Regions from separate parts of the Mus musculus genome. Here region 1 is linked to region 2. The links are chromatin contacts, called in public Hi-C maps. All regions are on one chromosome and are shown on one strand. Each heading gives the region's core, a stretch centred on a gene start, on an enhancer-like site or on the middle of the called end of the contact. The rest is flanking DNA. Distances are from core to core; before and after follow the strand shown.

What was found. A called contact is a pair of places that touch in the nucleus more often than the background predicts.
Region 1: a Hi-C map of muscle stem cells shows a contact between it and region 2, with 1.9 times the contacts expected there. The contact joins two enhancer-like sites. A contact is called at or near these places in 7 of 484 Hi-C or Micro-C datasets (embryonic fibroblasts, muscle stem cells, nephron progenitors and 1 more).

The regions. Positions count from the first base shown.
Region 1 is chr4:31,820,230-31,826,437 of GRCm38.p6, reverse strand. It overlaps Gm32412 (a long non-coding RNA gene), which reads left to right. Exons shown (of 4, transcript XR_390453.3): 3 at 610-2,319; 4 at 4,191-4,383. Among named protein-coding and RNA genes, the nearest start is that of Gm32412, 10 kb to the left of the region's middle. Within about 2 kb of position 2,372, at least 67 of the 459 cell types and tissues checked have an H3K27ac peak or open chromatin away from gene starts, as enhancers often do. A contact at or near this core is called in muscle stem cells and uterus, where this site is marked.
Region 2 is chr4:31,640,747-31,647,282 of GRCm38.p6, reverse strand. No RefSeq gene overlaps it. Among named protein-coding and RNA genes, the nearest start is that of Gm42315, 130 kb to the right of the region's middle. Within about 2 kb of position 4,887, at least 108 of the 459 cell types and tissues checked have an H3K27ac peak or open chromatin away from gene starts, as enhancers often do. A contact at or near this core is called in muscle stem cells and uterus, where this site is marked.

The DNA.
Region 1 (6,208 bases), core at 1,123-3,622, 180 kb before region 2:
CAAGGAGAGGGACTGAAGTAGAGATTGAGGAGGACCAAGGTTTCTGTTTCTTTTCCCAACCTTATTCAACTCCCTTTCTTATGGAGCCCCAGGCCCACCTGCTCAGGGATGACACTGTACAAGGTGGAGTAGGCCCTCTATGTCAATTAGCAATCAAGGACACACCTCACAGACATGCCTACAGGGCAATCTGATGAAGACAATGCCTCTCTTGAGGTCCTCTTTTTCACAGATGCGTCTAGATTTATGTCAAGCTGATAAAACCTAACCAGTATAGCAAGTGAGTTCTGATGTCAGCTGAGATATACTTGTTTTTATGTCCTTTTCACAGTGAAAATAAAATATTCAAAGCTTAAGGGATTATATAAACCCCACAAGGAATATTTCATTTAGACCCAGAAAGGAGGGAAGTATCAGATCCCTTGAAATTGGCCTGTACATTAAAGAGTCTGGGGTTATAAAGTGGACACACGTTGTTTAGCAGTTTCCTCCAAGATAGAATTGTTCCATCTTGCAGGGAAGCTCATTAAACACAGGAAGTAAGCAACTTAAGATATCTTCAGGAAGTCACTAAAACTAAACAGATTAACTAGGTCCTTCCCTCCCCAGGAGTGTATCGGCAATAAAGACTGCTGAGACATGCCAAACTGCCTGGAAAAAGCATGAGTTCAGAAGCCTGGAAGAAGCAAAGACCAGCCAAGCAGCTTAGAAGAAACAAGAACCAGCCTAGCTGCCAGGAAGAGGCTCACACAATGGAGGCATGCAGAACTAACACCCTCTGACCTATTGAGCTGCCTGCAGGCTGTGCAGTGGGCCCCAGGTTCCCAGTTTTTGTGAGCTGTCAACCATGGGGGCTGTGGGAGGGCTTTGGTGATGGATCTGTCTTTGAGTCATTTCCGCTCCTGTAAGTAACCTCACATTTGTATTTCTGTAAGTAATCTGGATAAACCTCATTGGTCTACCAAGATAGACTTTGGTAGTATCTGTACTTGCGTCTGTCTTCAGCTTTTTATCTGGGGCAGGTAGACCATTTGTTTAAGTCTCCCCAGGAATAGTGTTTCACAACAAACATGGAATTGTGACATTTAAAAGAAGGGTGTGCCCTAGAGCTATTTTGAGCCATGGTTCAAGTCTAAAGTCAAAGGGTCAAACATGACTTGTCTTCATTTCCTAAGCCGCTGAAAAGATTAGTTCTAGGCGACTGAACAAGAAACCAGAGAAGCTAGTGGGTGCTAGTGAGCTGCTCCCGAATCCTCCCAGCAGGGTGACTAGCAGACTGGAATGTTCTTCTCTTGGTAGCTGATAACCAGGCTGACAGAGATCCAGGATGCCCCCTCCCCCAGGCAGATATATGTTCATTTTGGTCTGCTTGGAAACTATTCATATAAAAATGGCATGAATCAATCAATGATTCAAATATAAGGAAAAACAGTTTTATCTTACCACACATATCACCCTACCCCCCCTACCCTATCACCCCATCAGGCTATGAAAGTTTGCTTAAAATTTTCATAGTGTCTGTGAGAATGAGTTACTAAAAGAAAAATGGCCACCCCTCCCCCGCTGCCTTATTTCTCTTTGTTTCAACGTGCGCCCCTTTGCGTGATTTCAGGTTCACTCTGTGTAGAATTTAAAACAAAATCTCAGTTACAGATCCTGAGACAGTCCCTCTTGTCTTTGACCTCATATTCAACATCTACCCCCACGCCCGTCCCTGTCGCCGTGCCTGTTCCCCTTTGCTTTGCCCTTGTATCTTTTCATTTCCCTGTCATTGCACCCGGGAGGACACAGCGCTCCACTTCTGTTAGACGCCTTCTCTGCAGTCTTTGATTAAACCCTTCTTTGAAGTCTGTGAAACTGGATACTAACTGACCTGTAAGAAATTAAAAGGAACTGTATTTCATTATACCATTGCCCTAAACGATACTCCTTTTTAAACCAATTAAGGGGAAATTTACCTCCCGCTAACAGAATAAACTCCAAGTTTTCTCTGTGCTCCTGATACATAGGTTAACATAATGTCTTTCCTCTTTGAATCTGGTTAATGCTTTACCTTGCCACATCGCAGGCTTGAAGTGTTCAGGGGGACGCGAGGTATCAGTGCCCCCTCCCTCCGGACAACTTCAGCAAACACGCTGATATTACGTGCTGGGCATTGTGCTTCAGAGGAGAACAAAGTCCTAAGTTGGAGTCATAGCACCATTGCCCGAGCTGGAGCATTGGTGAGGAGTAAGATCTTCAAGGGAAAGCCAGGAGCACGCTCACATTCTTTGCACATGCGCCGCAGTGAGCACAGTTAGAAATCCAAGTCTGACAGAGGTAGGTGCGGGCTTCAATACTGAGCGACTGTCTGTTGCTAATGCTTTCACTTCTGAGCTTCCGTTTCGCCCCTGCACCTTTGTGCTTCAAAAGTTCAAGCAGCTGTTACAGTTCAGCCCAGTGTTTCCCCACCTCTTAGGACCCTGCTTGGCATAGCCGTCCTCGGTGATTGATGGAGCTCCACGCCCTGCACCTGGGGGTGGCCCACCTGCAGAGGAGATTCCTGGATCAGGGGACACACAGGCAGCTTGACTCTCTCTACACTCTTGGGAGGCTTAAAACTCCCAACTTCCTTTGCAAAGTGAAAGAACTGAGTTGATTTACAAGACAAATAAAATATCAGAGGAAGTGGGGGTTAGCTGTTACTTACAGCCAGGAGAGATTTATGCGATTACATAGTAACCGAGCCTACACTTCAAGCTGTAGTCATTATGGTCTGCAGAGTTCCATACCTCATTAGAGGGAAATAGGTTTGGAGAATGGAAACCAGTTAGTCCTCTCGTTGAAAATGTCCCTGGTTTTGGTGCAGATGTGATCCGTAATCAAAGGAGCGCTCTATATCTTTTATAGCATCTTCCCAAAGCACACACGTTGGCGTGTGACTTCACTAGGGACTATAAGTCTTAATGGAGTTGAGTGGAAAATCTTATTGGGAGAAACTGAGGCCAAGTACATGTTGGACTTTTAGTAACATAAAAGAAGCAAATGGCTGAGACAATGACACCTGGAAATGTTATTTTGAGTCTGTTTCTACCGCCCCCAAAACTTCAGTGAATACAGGAGAGAAAGAGAAGAGGGGAAGCTCTACTGCTTCATTGGCATGCCTCACTGCTCTCCACAGCCAATTCCATTTCAAAGTCCCTCCCATCCCGCCCCGGCCCTGCGGCGGTTATACGTTCCATAGTCCTGAGGCAAGTTAAGAGACTGAAGGGTGCTTGTGGGCGCAGTGAGCTATTTTGAGTGTGTTTTTGGAAAATTGAAATTGTAGCAAGTCTGTAAAGGCCCAGTCTCATTCATATTCTACAAGGGGAAGGGTCCACGTGGGCCCACAGTCACGTGCCTCAAGATGCAGGCTCGGTTACGAAACCTTTCTGCATGCCATCCCCGTCTTGATGGCTAAAGCTTGTTCTATCTGCCTGCAGCATCAGCATCACCTGGCTAATGATTAGAAAAGGGGGATGCAAGTTCATCTCAGACATACCAAACCTCAGCATCCTGGGGGCTGGTCGCTGTACACACTAAAGTTGTGTGATCATTGTGAAGGCACAGAGAGAGGGGGGTGCAGCTGAGACCCATGTACTCCTCAGGAAGGCAGTTTGCTGCGGTTTGGAGACAGACAGATTTGTGTTCAGTAGGGGTTTTCCTTAGGAAAGACTTGTACTTGGTTTGGTCTTTAACTCTCTTCTTTATTTTTTCCCACGATGGGAATGCAATCCAGATCTCACCATATGGGACAAGCTTTGCATAGTAGCCCAGTACTGGGGTTTTTAGTCCATGCAACCTTTGTTTTGTTTTTATTGTCTCCATTCCGTTTTATGTAGACAGGGAGCTAATAGCAGTTTTCTTGTGCTTGCTGCTATTGGGTCTCATGAGAATGAATGTTTTAAGTGATCTTTGAGAAATATATGAGTAAATAAGTTTTAACTAAATACAGCATTTTAGGCCCCGATATAGTCTAGCTCCTGACACTGTGCCCATTAAAGTTATGAATATTAATTTATAAGGGAGGCTATGTTTCATAATGATTAGCAGTTTTGGTTGCCACCTCCTCTCACCCAGAATGGAATTATTCAAATTTTAAATTATAAGTGAAGACTTCCTCCTAGCCCTGCATCTCACTCTTTATTGTATGTAATTGCATTCAATTTCAGAGAGAGAGGACCGTGTGCTGAGTATGATCTCATTTTACACAATGTTTCCTAAGCTTCTTTGTCTCGAAGTGAAGAGCGATTTGGTCATGGACGACAGTCATTGGACAGACTGAGGTAACTTATCTGACTTTGGAGAAGGAAGATACATGAAGTTCCTTCAGAGATTGGATTTTTTTTTTTTAATGAGATAAGTGCAGGGTAAGTTTATTTCTTTCTTTCACTTATAAATATGTTGTTTTAGGACAAAAGGCTACGATTCTGTCTACGCCTCTCTAGCTAATGAGCACAGGATGCGGCATGTGTTCTGTGCTCTCTGCCTTCCTAACAGAAGCCTTTTCTACAGGAGGGAGTTCTCAAAGTTCTGTAAGCAGGACTTAAGACCGAAATTATAACCAAAGTCTGAACAGAAAGGGCTCAGTGATGCTTCAACTAGCAAACGGCATGGGAGTAATTCTGAGTTACACCAAGCACTGCCTTCTCCAATCAAAGAGACAGGGGTGTCGGAAGGATGGGAAGAACTAAGGATCCCATAGCATGGAGACCTAGGCAGTCTAAACTTTTCCCATATAGGAAGGTGAGCTCCCTGAGGGGTAGAGCTGCTTGGTCACATATGGATATCTTAGAAAGACCTAAGTTATATAATGGCTTCCCCACATGTCTATAAGAAGGGAAGACAATGGTCACAAGGTAGGAAAAACTGATGAAGCTCAATCAAGAGAATTATTGCTCATGCTGAGTTGCTTTCTGTTGTCTAGGGCTACAGCTTAGTCATTCTCTTCCTTGTGAGAAAAGCGACAACACTGAACCATTGAGTTTGCTACTTTTCCGTTGCTGCCATTATTCTACCCGAGCACTGCACTCGACACCTTGTGTACACACAGTCCTCCCAAGAGACCCTAAGCACAGTGCCAAGCACAGTTAATCCGGGTTTTACCTCCTCAGTGTCCTTATAGGATCATGCTCATTGTAGAGATGAACAGGCCATCTTAGAGACGTGGAACTTTTTTTGAGGCAAACAACTTGTAAAGTGGTAGAGCCAGAACCCAAGCCTTGGTTTGCTGGGGATCCTACTTCAAATACCTGAGCTAGTCCCTGAACCTCAGAACAGAGATGGAGCTCTCAGCACGTGGTCCACCCTGGCCGGCTGTTTCCCATGCTTTTTCCACAAGTTAAGTGGGCTCTCCTTGTTCACCAGGTTTTTATGGTGCGGTAACTATACTTTTTTGTGTGTTCCCTTGAGATATCTAAATTGTCCACCCATATATTCTATTAAACTTAGACTCTCTTCAGAGGACCTAATCTCTCTCTCTCTCTCTCTCTCTCTCTCTCTCTCTCTCTCTCTCTCTCTCTCTCGTATTCTTTTACTCTGGTTCCCCTTCATTTTTCTACATTAAATTAGACACTAAGTGAGAAGCTAGATGTGAAACTATTTTGGAAAGTGCGCAGGAAGTCAAGTGTATAATATCATGATTATTTCAGAAACAGCCTTCTACATCTGCACAATGAAACCACTCTCCAATCAAGACACTTCGCAGGATTTCTTCTGGAAATTCCAGAAGGCAGAAAAGCCAGGAATCAGTCATAGGAGCAGCCAAGCAGCCTGAGTGTCAAGCTGTATTATGCATGCCAGTATACCTTAAAGCCAATGAAGGGAAGGGCAGCTTCCACGCCCAAGGTCATGGGGAAGTTTGTATGGAGAAGTGTGTTGTTGTATGGTATCACTCAACAGCTATGCCAGGACCAAAGGTTAAATAGTTCCTCTGCCGAGACAAACGAATGGACTGAGAAATAGTAACGGAGACTGGATAAAATGAGGTGAATGAGAGAAGAAAGTAATACGCAGTACAGAAAACAGTCAGGAATTCTGTGTCAATGAAAGTGGTCCACACTAAAAAAGTTAAAGCTTTAGAAAAATTAGTTGTTAAACTAAGGCTTTCTCTTAGTGTGTACAACCGACACCAAACGTCTTTTGGAAATAATGTAGGCTTTATAAATGACTGAAGATTAACTAAATGCTT
Region 2 (6,536 bases), core at 3,638-6,137:
AAACTATTCAAGAGATCACAAGATGTCATTATAGAAGATTTAGCAAAATGATACTCTCCTAACAGATATGTTTAACCCGTGACAGTTCCTGGAAGACTTTGTGCCCAGGTAGAGATGTGTGCATTCTTCATTTGGGCTTTCAAGTAAGAGTTGTAGCTGTGTCTGTGGTCCTGTCTGAAACTGGGCCAGTGGGAGGACACACTTTCTTTGAGGTCCAAGTATTCAGAAGTCACAAGGAACAGCCAGCAATCACCTCAGCCCGGCACTTTCTAAGTTCTGAGGAGAATTGCAGCTTTTGCCAACTTAAAATTCGTGAACACTTTCGTTTAGGACATACCTGAGGAAGGAAAGTATTTTAGGTGAGACATTTTCCCTGTGGGTGTCAGGGGTGGGATGAAATGATGCTGGTGAGACCCAGTGCAATGATAGGCTAAGAAAAGTGAAGAAGTGGGTCTGAGGAAGGGAACTGAATCCACCTGAGTAGCCTTAGACCCTGTGGCCACCTGGTCTCTGACTTCTGAGTTGAGTGAAGGTGATGTTCTCTGTGGGCTGAAGCTTCTACATTTATTCTCTCTGCAAACAAGCATCAGGGCTGGGGGCTGCAGCCATTTAATAGAACCTTGTTCTACAATGTGTTCAGTGGGAGACTTAATCAGGCTGGGTGACAGCTTCATCCACTCTGAAGAAAAATGACCCTGAGTCTGTCTCAGACTATGATAATAAGAATATTTAGTAAGTTACCAAGGATAATACTGCTAAACTATGAGCTGAAATTCTGTCATTTTAATTTCTTTGTTGTTTACAACTTGACAAAATTCATCATAATATACTGTCATAGTTACCTTTCTATTGCTGTGAAGAGACACCATGATCAAGCCAACTTCTAGAAGATAGAGTTGATGGGGGTTATAGTCGTAGAGTCTGAGCCCATGGCCATGACGGTGGAGGGCACGGCAGCAGGGAAAGGCACGGTGCTAGAGCAGTAACTGAGAGCCTGTATCTTTACCCACAACTAAGAGGCAGAGAGATAAAGCGAGGCTAGTGGGGGAACAGTGTGGGCTTGTGGAACCCCAAAGCCCACTCCTGAGTGACACAACTCCCCTGTAAAAGGCCATGACTCCCAGCTCCCCAAACAGTTTCACCAAGTGAGAATCAAGCATTCAAGTATATGAACCTATGGGGGCAGGTCTCATTCAAACCACCAGTTTACTCCTTGACACCTAGAGACTTGCAGCCATGTCATAAAGCAAGCAATACAGTTAGTCTAGTTTCAAAACTCTATAGTCTTTCAGTCTCAACAGTTTCACAAAAGTTATAACTCCCTAGAAAACCTAACATGCAATGGCAGAGTTCAAATATATATTATATATATTAATATTAACACTACTATACTATATGTTATATATAACACACACATATATGTATATATGCATGCATACATATATATGTATATACACATACACATATATATGTATATATATATATATGTATATACACACACACATTCCAAAGAGGAGGAGGAATAGGACCATAGGGAGGAACTATTTGGTCCAGCAGGGCTAATACCCAGCAGGGCTAATTCCAAGTCCTTTAGTTCTATATCTGATCTCACAGGGCTTAGCTAGTTCTTCTCTCCCAGCTTTGCTGACTCCAACACACTTCCCTTAGGCTGGTTCCACTCTCTTTTGGAAGTTCTCCTTGGCAGGTAGTCCACAGCTTCAGCATCTGGCACATCTGCAGTCTCCAACACAATCCAGGGTTCACATTCACAACTGTATGCAATGATCTCTCTGAGCCACCACGGAGGGACTCCTCTGCCATATGGCAAGCCTCTGTGGCCTTTCTTAATTTCCTAGAAAGACTTCACAATCCATTTACTTCTGTATCCTTCATGATGCTAAAACCAGAACTGTGTGGCTAATACTACCAGGTTTCTTCAGGTGTTTGGAATGGAACCTGTCCTTTTCTTGAATTCCATTTGTATAAGCTTTGATTTATTATTGCTCTTTAGGAACCAATAATCCCATAGGCCTTTTCTTTTCACAAGTTGCAGGATTATCTGGGCTGAGTCTTCTGTAGACTCCATTCCCTTAATTTGATTTCTCTTTATCTCTTTTTGCACAAACTATTAAGTATTCTGGTATTCTTTTTTCTATCCTAACTCTACATTTTTGCATTTTTTTTTAGCTTTGCTTTCTCTTTTCTTATTATATACCTACAGAAGAGTAGTCACAAATAACCACATAGCAGAGTCAATATCAGGCTGTCTTGCAGTCTCCTTTATCAAGGGAAATAGTTCAAAACTCTTCATTTTAGCCTCAGGTAGATTCTTAGGGGAAGGGCAAAAAGCAGTCACATTCATTGCCAAAATATTATAAGAATTGTCTCTAGCCCAATTGCTAATATTATTCCCCTCTGAAATAATCCAGTATTATTTCAGAGCCACATGGCTCTCAGTACTACTGTCTTCCAAGCTCCTAGTAGGATGGCCCATTAAACCCTGCTTGCAGCATTTAGCTGCTTTTCTAGTCCAAAGTCTGAACAATCTTTCACATTTCTCAAAAAAAAATATATAGTCAGGTCTATCACAACAATAACCTACTGCCTGGTTCCCATTTCTGTCTTAATTACTTTTTTATTGCTATGAAGAAACATGATGACCAAGGTAACATGGAAGAAAGAGCTTATTTTGGTCCTTAGAGTTTCAGAGCGCAAGTGTGTGACTATCATTGCAGGAGGCACAGCACTTGAGCAGTAGTTGAGAGAATACATCTCCATTAGAGAGTAGGAGGGAGGGAGGGAGGAGAGAGAGAGAGAGAGAGAGAGAGAGAGAGAGAGAGAGAGAGAGAGAGAGAGAGAGAACAAACTGTAAATGGAGTAAGCTTTTAAAATCTCAAAGACCACTCCTTAGTAACACATTTCCCTCCAAGAAGCCAAACCCCCTAATCCTTCCCTGTTTGGGAAACTGTTTGTTTCATGAACTTAGGACTAAGCATTTAAATTTATGAGTCTACAGCGGCCATCCTCATTCAGATACCACATATACCAAAATATCCCCTTTAAGCTCTTGCTAATGAATTTATGCAAATGTAATTAAAGAAAAACAACCATTTTCTCAAACATAGCAAAGTATTAAGCATGAACATATAGTTTTGTCTCAGGAAACATACTACACTCATATTCTTTTCTATATTAGTTACCTTTCTATCATTAATTAATGCTATCATTAAATGCCCTGAGAAAATCAAATTAAGAAAGACGGGTTTTGTTTTGCCTTATGATGCTAGAGAGATTGAATTGGTCATGGTGGAGAATGCATGGCAATAAGCTGGCATGGCAGCAGGGGCAGAAAGCTAGCTATTCACATTTCAACTATGAGCAGGAAGCAGAGAGACAGAAAAGGAAGCCCTCCAAGGCTGCGAGCCTTCAAAGTCAGCTCCAAATGACATATGCCCCAGCAATGCATCATATCTAAAGGTCTATAACCTCCCCAAAGAGTGCCACCAACTGGGACCAAGTAATCAAATACATGAGCCTAGTATCTGTGTGGCAGGGGGTGTGGGTGGATGGGTGGGGTGGGGTGGGCAGGTGGGATGGGGTAGGGAATTTCTCATTCAAAGCACACCATGTCTTCTGCTCTCTGATCTCTTTTCAAACTGCATTTGACCTAATGTCATTTATAATGTTAGGAGTGATAGCTGATATGTGCCTCTTATGTGCTGCACATTTTCTATGTTATTGACTGTATGCACACAAAGTTTACCACAGTGAGCTTTGTTATCTCCTGTCCACTGCTGTTGAGATCATTTGAAGATTCAATGGAGGAGTAGAATGAATATCCAAGCCAAGGCTCAGCAAATGTAACAGCCCCTCTGGGGCCATCTCTTCAGAGGCAGCCTTCTCTGAAATGTTGACACTGCATCTCTTTGTGGTCATGGTAAGTGATGGGATTTTAGATAAAGAAATGAAAGAGCAATGACAGCTCTTACGGGGAAAATGTTATTATTAAAAATGATCACTTTTTCCAAGTATAGCAATTTAAGCAGACACTCCTCCAGGCCTGTAGTGTTGAAGATGGCGTTCGGGAACTAGAAATGCTAAGAATTGCATCTGATTTGGACTTTGTAACTGGTGTATATTCAGTACAGTCCTTTGCCCAAACAGATCATACCGACAAGCCTAAAGACAGTTGGCCTGCTGTCAGTCAAATTTGTTCAGAGTGCATGGTCTGGGGGAATTAAACGTTACCCAGCTCTGTGGCTTCAGCATTTCATGTCTCTAACTTCCTAGCATCATCAGCTTTTGGCTGCTAGCTGCATTCTCCTGTGTTGAATCAGAGGGGTCAGAGAAGTCATTTGCTATGTCTCGTTCCAAGTTCCTGCTGTGGTTACTAAGCAGAGGCATAAAAACAGAAAGTCTATGGGGTGGGGAGGAGCTGGCCTCAATGCCCGCACAATGGTGGGTAAGGCTTGTGGAATACTGACAAGAACAGTTGGCTATAGACCTTGTTCCTAGAGACCTGGGATGAGTGTGGTGCTCCTCCATTCTCCTGTTCATCTCCGTGCCAAGGTGCCCTGGGGTGAGTATCCTCTGAGCACCGTGGAACAAACACACTGCGTTCATTCCCCTGTGCCTGCACCATTAGCTAAGGCTCCCAAGATAACGGTCTCCACAAAGTAAAACCAGTTCCTTTCACTTCATAAATGATTTATTAGCCCTTGAAATAGGACTCTCTCTCTCTCTCTCTCTCTCTCTCTCTCTCTCTCTCTCTCTCTCTCTCTCTCTCATGTGTGCGTGTGGAAGTGGTATGTGCAGGGCTAATGGAACAAGGACTGAAGATGTTTTGGGTTGTAGTATATACACATCACACAAGGTGGCAGAGTGTGCACGAAGCGATCCTGCAGAGGAGGCTAAGACTGCATGGTTTGCAGCAAAACCAGGTTCTCCCTCCCACCTCTGTGGCTGCAGCTGCCGCTGCTCCACTCTGGGTGTGCTCAGGCGTTTGTGCTGGAATGGAATATGCCACATATTTAATAACCACCAGCACCCCGATCCTTTGCTTTCCATTCTAAAGCATCGTAAATGATTAGCCCTCGCTGGTTTCTTGAAAATGTGAACCGAGTCTTGATTCCAGTTTATATGTGTTCTCTTTGAAAACACAGGCTTATTCCACACTGGCTTTCTAGTTCAGCTCAAGGACACCATAAAAGCAGGGCCTCAGACGGTTTTGTAACACATGATAATCAAATTTTAACTTTTTATCTTCTCCATATAGGGTGTGCGTGTGAATTTAAATATTTATTAAATATTTGTCAAGCTTATTAACTCTGTTTATTTTTCCCCATAAGGAGACTTAAAGGTCTATGGATTTATTTTTAAATTAAATCGAATGGTTAATACTTAATTCTAATCATTATTAATTCAATTTTTAATGTAGTCATTTTATAGCTGAATTTAATATTTTACCAGACTCGAGCTTGTGAACAAGGCCATTAGCAATAGACTGCATAGGGCTGTCACACCATGTATCAGAAACAGCACAGAATAAATTTATTTGTACTATTAGCCTACTCAGTACAAAGAAAGGAGACATCTCTCAAAGTCACAGGAAAAAGCATTTGATCTCTGGACTGAAAAATGGAAGCTATACATATGCCTCATTTCTCATATAAAATTCACGTCTTAGCTTCAGAAGTTTGAACAGATACAATTTATTTTCCCAGGCACTATATAGAAAATATTAGGATCGACAATGGGAGAGCAAAATGCTTATCCTCCATAAAGTAGGTCAGGCAGTTTACCACGCTGGTCTGTCAGGTAGATGGCTGCTTACAGCTCATCACTGGGGGCCTCTTCCTTCCTTCTTTCACTCGTCTGATCACTGTTTTCCAGGGCCTTTCTGTTCTCCCGACAAGTGTTGTGTCCCTCCCTCCTGTGACTTAAATTATAACTCTTATTTCTAGGCCCTTTTCAGTCACAGCTCTCATTCTTCTCCACCCACCAACACTGCAGTAGCTAACTCCTACCGGCTTAGGGAAAATCGGTTTTTGACATTTTTTTTCCCTAATGCCCCAGGCAATGACAAGCGGTGGATAGCTTGTAGTTGGTCATAGTGTGAGTATTTACACCACATCAGTCAGCCGACACCAGAAAATAGGGCTCTTCCAAGCCACCCTTCTAGCCGGTTTATCTTTGTATAGCAGAGCTGTAGCAGGGATTCAAAATGAAAAACGTACCCCCAGTTGATTTTGCTCTCCCCAAACCTGCTATTTTGTAGTTAATAGCACATTATACGAAGTTATTTAAAAATTCTATTTAATATGCATGCATGCATATAATGTGTTGCGAGCCACGCCTTCCTTTCTAACTCCTCTCCCATTCACCACATTTCTCCTTTATGTACGCTACCTCTGTGTGTTTTCAGTATGATGCTCACTGAGTCAGTTTAGCAAAACAATATGTAGGACACGGCAGTGAAGCTACACAGATCAGCTCACAGTGTTGGTACAGCACATGTAAACACAAGGTCAAGGCAG